Regions from separate parts of the Danio rerio genome. Here region 2 is linked to region 1. The links are chromatin contacts, called in public Hi-C maps. All regions are on one chromosome and are shown on one strand. Each heading gives the region's core, a stretch centred on a gene start, on an enhancer-like site or on the middle of the called end of the contact. The rest is flanking DNA. Distances are from core to core; before and after follow the strand shown. Region 1 overlaps cnn2 (calponin 2). Region 2 overlaps crtc1a (CREB regulated transcription coactivator 1a).

Region 1 (3,243 bases), core at 505-3,004:
TAAAGCAGCTGTTTTCTTGAAAAATATGTGATAGTGTCATTAGAAACTGAATTGGAAATAACCTTATTTTAATATAGTCAGTTGTGAACTGAGGTGGGCCGGTCTAATGCTTGAAACTCCAGAGCTGAAAATGAGTCCCACTCCGGCCCTGGTAACTTTGGAGCTTCAGTTTGCTGCTTGACTTTAAATCTGTGTTATTTTGGTATCATTGAGATATTGTGGGGACTTTTTTATTTTTATACCATCCTTTTTCAAATCAATTTTACTATTATCGTTTTAATTTGACTTCTTTTATTAAATAAAGTTAAACTAAATGAAAATGTGAAACATTTCCTTGGCGATTATCTGAAATAGTATGAGTTTAATGTTTTGTATGTAAAAAATGGTTTTAGATAACTGAAATATAACAAAAATATTAGATGAAAGATGAAAAATGTAAAAATAATAATGTAACCAAAGTTTTGGTAGGTGAACTGAAATAAAACAAACTAAAAAAAAAAGCTACACACAGACACACACAGTTGTATAGTTATCTCTATGGTTAATTCCCATAGACATAATAAATTATAACCCCATCCTCACAGGAATAATTCTGCATTTTGTTTTGCGTTTTCAAAACACTTAATTCTGCATGATTTTCAAGCCATTTTCCCTCATAGTGACCAAAAAAAAGTCTCCAAGGCCAAATTTTACTGGTATTGATAGGCTTGTTGGTATATTTAATCCCCACAATGTAAGGAATACAAGGTACACACACATATATTAAAACAAGTTACAAAATAAAACAACTAATAAATAATAATAAACAAAAAATAAAACAACTAATATTCATCATAAATTGTGGTGTTAAATGCTGACCTTCCTCAATTTTATTTCATATTTATATAAATTATATAACTTGTGACAATGAAAATCTGACACGTACAGTATTAAGTATGCTGATGTTATGGCATTGGTGGGATGTGTAAAGGATATTCAGTTATTGAATAGTTCTTTAAATTTTGTGAAATTCACCACAAGTTGGACAACAGAGAATTCTTAGCAGCTTAACATTAGTAAGACGAAAGAAATGTGTTGTGGGACAAATAAAATACGCACATTTTGTAATCCTTTGCTAACTAATGGGGAGGAAGTTAAGCAGGTGAGGTTTTTTATATATTTAGGTTTGGAGTTTGACTTTCAATTGTCTTTTGATAAACTCTCAGAGAATGTTTTGAAAAAGGCTCAACAGTGGTTGAGTTTGTTGAGAAAACTGAAAAGTGTTAATAGTGGGATGAACATTTCGATTGTCGTATAAAAATCACTTGAGTCTGTTTTTACATTTAATATTGTAGCCTGGTTGAACTCTGTCTCTGTTAAAATCAAAAATAAACTTTTAAGATTAGCAAATGTAGCAAGTAAAATAATTGGTGAGAGCAAAAAAACCCTCACTGATTTATTTATAGCAGAGACAAAAAGAAAAACCTCCACTATTGTGGAAGACTCTTCTCATCCTTTACATGAGTCCTTTAAGTTACTTCCGTCTGGCAGATAATATAAAGTACTTTTAGCAAAAAAATCTAAGTACAGGAAGACATTTATTCCCACTGCCATTGGTTTAAACAGCATTTTAAAAAACTGTGTAAGTACATTTATGTTTGCTTGTTGTGTGTGAACCTGTCTAAAGTGTGGGGCAGACAATAAAGCTTTTTGAATTGAGTTGCATTAAACCAAAAAGTAAAAACAACAATTTAATTGATTAAACAAGTACTATAATTGTAAAAAATCTCTGATGTGTTTCTTCTAGGCTGGTATGACAGCTCCAGGCACTCGCCGTGCCATCTACGACCAGAAAACTGGCACAGACAAGTGTGACAACTCCACCATGTCTTTGCAAATGGGATATTCTCAAGGTGCCAACCAGAGCGGGCAAAACTTCGGTCTTGGCCGTCAGATCTACGATGCCAAATACTGTCCTAAAGGTGGCGCTGTTGCAGCTGGAGAAGGAAACGATGGTCAGTACACAGATTACCAAGACGAGGGTTACCAGGGCTATCAGGACGACGGCCAAGATTACTAAATCCAAACAAGTCTGAATAAAAGAAGCTAAAGGGAAGTTGATACTTCCTCAAACAAAAAGACCCAAAACATGCCATTACACATCACAGTAAGCGTGCCATCTGCCGGATAGTGATGAAAGTAACCAATATAAAACATATCACTTATGTTATAAATATAGCGTTGTTTTAAATTTTTATAAACCATATGTTTTGTTGACCTGAAATCAGAGTGCCACAAAACATATGTGTGTAGTGTTATGTGTATTGATATTTCTTGTATTTTTATATGGTTCAAGTGACATTCATTTAATTGCACAACCACTATAATAATATTTAGTATTTGCGTAGTTGTTCATAGTATTTTTTTTAAATTTGTTTCGAATGCTGAAACGCAAGTGTGACGGGGGTTATTGTGAAGTTGCATTTTCATAATCCCAAACGATGAATTGTATTTTAGTTCCTGCTCTAATCAAACTGTTGTGTAGAAAATTGCTGTTGAGTTAGTAAGTGAGCCTGATTTTGTACTGATTGAATACAGAACATGCTCAGGGGTTTAAAAATCACTCTCTTTTTGTCGCTCGAACATGTGAAGGTGACTTTATGCTGTTACAATTGAAAGATGCAAAGTTAAAATAGTGAGGTTTTCATTGTAGAGTCGTTCGTCGTGTTAATTTAAGAGCTTATTTCCCCAGTCGTATTTTGTTTTTGTGTTTTTAGGCTGGAAAGTGAGAGCACATTCTTGACATGCACAAAAAGGAACAGCTTATCTATCATTTCAGCAGCATTTCTGCTTTCGCCATTCTAAACATTACACTTCCTCACTTAATATGGGGGGATGAATGCGGTTTGTTTTTATAATACACTTTAGTGTCTGACGTGCCGACTGTAAGGAGTCTTAAGGAGTTCATCTTTGTATTAGTGTTTCATTTCTCGTTGAATATTTTAGCGCTTGCAGAGCCAGATGAACTGGAGCGTGTCTTGTTTTTGTTGGATCTTAGTATTTTGAAAGGAAATTGAAGTATATCATTGTGAGCCTTGAACATTCCAAATTAGGAACTGGATTCACTTCTTTCATTCCACAGTATTTTATTCTCATTCCAAAATACGCTTTGTACTAGACATCGGAGATTCGAGGTCTGCTCAGATAAATTACATACATGATGGATGTATCTGTGTGTTTTTCTTGTACTTTTTTATGAAATAT
Region 2 (3,243 bases), core at 528-3,027, 38 kb before region 1:
TAGTTTAAATCCATAGTGTGGAAACCCTGTTGATTTTGCTTCTCTGAATTGATTCATTCAGAAATGTTAAATTTATTTACAGTATTTCATGCAGTGTACATTATAAGTAACTAATTAAGTGACCTAAAATGAACAGTAATCCAATCCTTTACATTCTTCACTGTGCTAGTAGTTTAATTACAGTAACTAGTTAGTTTGTAACTGATTACACCCAATGTTGACTGTGAGACATAGCTTCAAATGAGTATTTTTAGGAATTTTGAGAACTAAAGTTGCAACTTTGTAATGTGACTGTTTCCTTTTACTGATGGTTAAGGCATTAATTTGAATTACACAAATGTAACCATTCACCATTGTTTTTTGTCCTTATCCTTTAAAAAAAAGAAAACAATATAAAAGTGTACAGAAGTGCACTGCCTGACAAAAGTCTTGTCGTCGATTCCAGTTGTAAAAGCAACAAATAATAACTTGACTTCAAGTTGATCATTTGGAAAAATGTCAGATAGTGTCAGGTAGATTTTTTTTTAGATCAATCGTCTGTTGAGCTGCATCCCAATCATCACAAATACTGCAGAAGACCTATTGGAACCCACATGGACCCAATATTCTTACAGAAATCAGTCAAGTTTGGTGAAGGAAAAAGCATGGTTTGGAGGGCAAATTCTTCAGCAGGATAGCACTCCTTCTCATTCTAGCCTCCACATCCAAGTTTCTGAAAGCAAAGAAGGTCAAGGTGCTCCAAAATTGGCCAACCCAGTCACCGGACATGAACATTATTGAGCATGTCTGGGGTAAGATGAAGGAGGAGGCATTGAAGATAAACACAAAGAATCTTGATGAACTCTGGGAGTCCTGCAAGAATGCTTTCTTTGCCATTCCAGATGATTTTATTAATGAGTTATTTGAGTCATTGCAGAGATGTAAAGATGCAGTCCTCCAAGTCATACACAATATTAATTATTTTTCCACTGCACCATGACTTTATATTTTACACTGTACATTATTTTTGTTAAGTGACAACACTTTTGTCTAAGCAAAGTCAAACCTTACTGTTCTAATTAAAAATTCTTAATCAAGACATGTTCATATTTTATTTTGGTAAAATAAGTGTAATCTAGAGGCTTTGCCTTTCCTATAAACCACTTTTGATACCAAATGATCAAGTAGAAGTCAAGTTATTATTTGTTCTTTCTAAAACCTGGATAGGCGACAAGACTTTTGTGATGTGGTGTATGGAGTCAGTAAGATTTGTTAATTTAAAAACACCAAAATCATTCAGCAGAAATGCTGCATATTAAATTTAGATCAAAATAATAATAATAATAATAATTAATAATTATATTATCTAAAACACAATTCAAAGTCCAGACTTTTGACTGGTAGTGTAAATAAAAAACTCTTTCCTTTTTAAATTCCCTGCTTGTTCAGTTTTAAACACCTCCAACATCTTCACATTACCCTAATGAAGAGTTACCAATACTTTCTAGAAAAAAGATGATCAACAAATACATATATACAATACATATATTTCTTTTTATAAAGAGTCAGCAGTCTAATAATAACAGCACAGTCATCCTGCACAGCTGCACAGTTTATATGGCAGAGTAATCAGAGACACTGTAGTAATCTGTTCCTTGACTAACCTGAGAGACGCAGGAGTCCGAGGTCCCCTACAGGGGCTCTGTTGGTCTAACTTGGTGTTGTCCCATGTAGGCTGCTTCCCTCCAGCAGTACCGCTGTAGGGTGGGGTCTTCGGCCAATCAGTCTCCAACCTCTCCGGTCTCCAATCAAGGCTTCTCTCCAGGGGGCTCGCCTCAAGTAAGGGCGAATCCAGCAGCCGCTGCTTCCTCCCTGTAGTTTGTTTTGTTTGGAGCCGATCTGGAGCCTGTCCCTTTAGCCCGCTCTGTGTGTCCCAGTCTAGTCGTGTCCCCCCCAGTCTCTCTCTCTCTCTGACCCCTGGCTGCTTCGCTGTGTGTCTGAGCACCACGTAGTCGTTCTCTGTGTGTATCATGCTGAGGAGCGATGCAGGCCAGTTTAAATGTACTGTATGCCGTACTCATTGCTGTTACACATCCTTTCACTGGATCATGTGCATATTGTGCGTTTTGAGCCGAGTTGCTGGTTGTGGTAGTATGACGTGAAACGATGCTCCTTTGAAAGATGAATAGGTTTGTTCACCCCTAAATGAATGTTTTCATCATTTACTCGCCTTCATATTGTTCTCATCTTTTCTTCAGAGCACTTCAAATGAAGATGTTTGTAATCAGATATGAGAGATTTCTGTGACATCATCGAAAGTCTGTTCGTCCACATCAATCATAATGATAAGATAAAAAATGTCCATATTATGTAGGTAGTTTATTCCATATGTTCTGAAAAGGCTGAAACATGTAATGCTGAACAGATTTATATACTGTAGGTTTTTGTTCATGAGTAAAAACAGATTACTAAACAGTTTTGCACATTCAAATTTAGGGTTGGGTATTGATTAAGTTTGTAGTGAAACCAGTGCTAAATTTATCTATTAATTATACCACTGGATGAACTGATATATCAGCCTGATCTCATGAGAAAACGTAAGGAATTTACGTTTTGTCAGTTAAGTGCTTAATTCGTACAAATTTGTTCAATTGTACGATTTTAAAGAGGAAGCGAGGCACCATACCTCACCCCTAAATCCAACAGTCATTGGGTGATGAGCAAATCGTACTAAATTGTTTGAAATAGATCTTATGAATTATTACAAAATAGCCACTAAAACAAAAAGTTATGTATTGTTGTGACATTGTGTTAGATATATACAAAAATAATTAAAAAACAGCTTCAAAATTCAGTCATTAGTTTGCATAAATATGATCATATTCACTTCCACTGGGAAAATACGACACTTGACAAATTACATGTCTGGAGATTGTTTAGGTGCACTTGTCCATCATAAAATTTGTGCTCAGAAGCACCTCGCTATGCTTTTGGCATTTTTGAGATGTCAACAGAAAAAAAAGTGGTCTGCATGAGGAAAAAATGCTGCTGATTTTCATTATTGTTGTCTTCACTATTCTTGTTGTCATGTCTTAGTTTCTTTTCTGACTGTGAAACAAACAATAGCCTGGTTCAGGGCTGACATCTTGTGGACGAACTAAGTAGTTATTATTAATATTATTATTATTATTTGACCAGGAAAGACACATCGAGATTAAAAATCTCTTACAAGAGTCGGCGCCGGTGGTGTAGTGGTTGGTGTGT

What was found. A called contact is a pair of places that touch in the nucleus more often than the background predicts.
Region 2: a Hi-C map of an unstated tissue shows a contact between it and region 1, with 3 times the contacts expected there. The contact joins two enhancer-like sites. A contact is called at or near these places in 2 of 18 Hi-C or Micro-C datasets (caudal fin and an unstated tissue).

The regions. Positions count from the first base shown.
Region 1 is chr2:27,878,997-27,882,239 of GRCz12tu, reverse strand. It overlaps cnn2 (calponin 2), which reads left to right. Exons shown (of 7, transcript NM_213349.1): 7 at 1,787-3,243. The coding sequence ends at 2,059. Among named protein-coding and RNA genes, the nearest start is that of cnn2, 4.4 kb to the left of the region's middle. Within about 2 kb of position 1,754, at least 6 of the 62 cell types and tissues checked have an H3K27ac peak or open chromatin away from gene starts, as enhancers often do.
Region 2 is chr2:27,917,160-27,920,402 of GRCz12tu, reverse strand. All of the region lies in intron 10 of crtc1a (CREB regulated transcription coactivator 1a), which reads left to right. Among named protein-coding and RNA genes, the nearest start is that of crtc1a, 16 kb to the left of the region's middle. Within about 2 kb of position 1,777, at least 4 of the 62 cell types and tissues checked have an H3K27ac peak or open chromatin away from gene starts, as enhancers often do.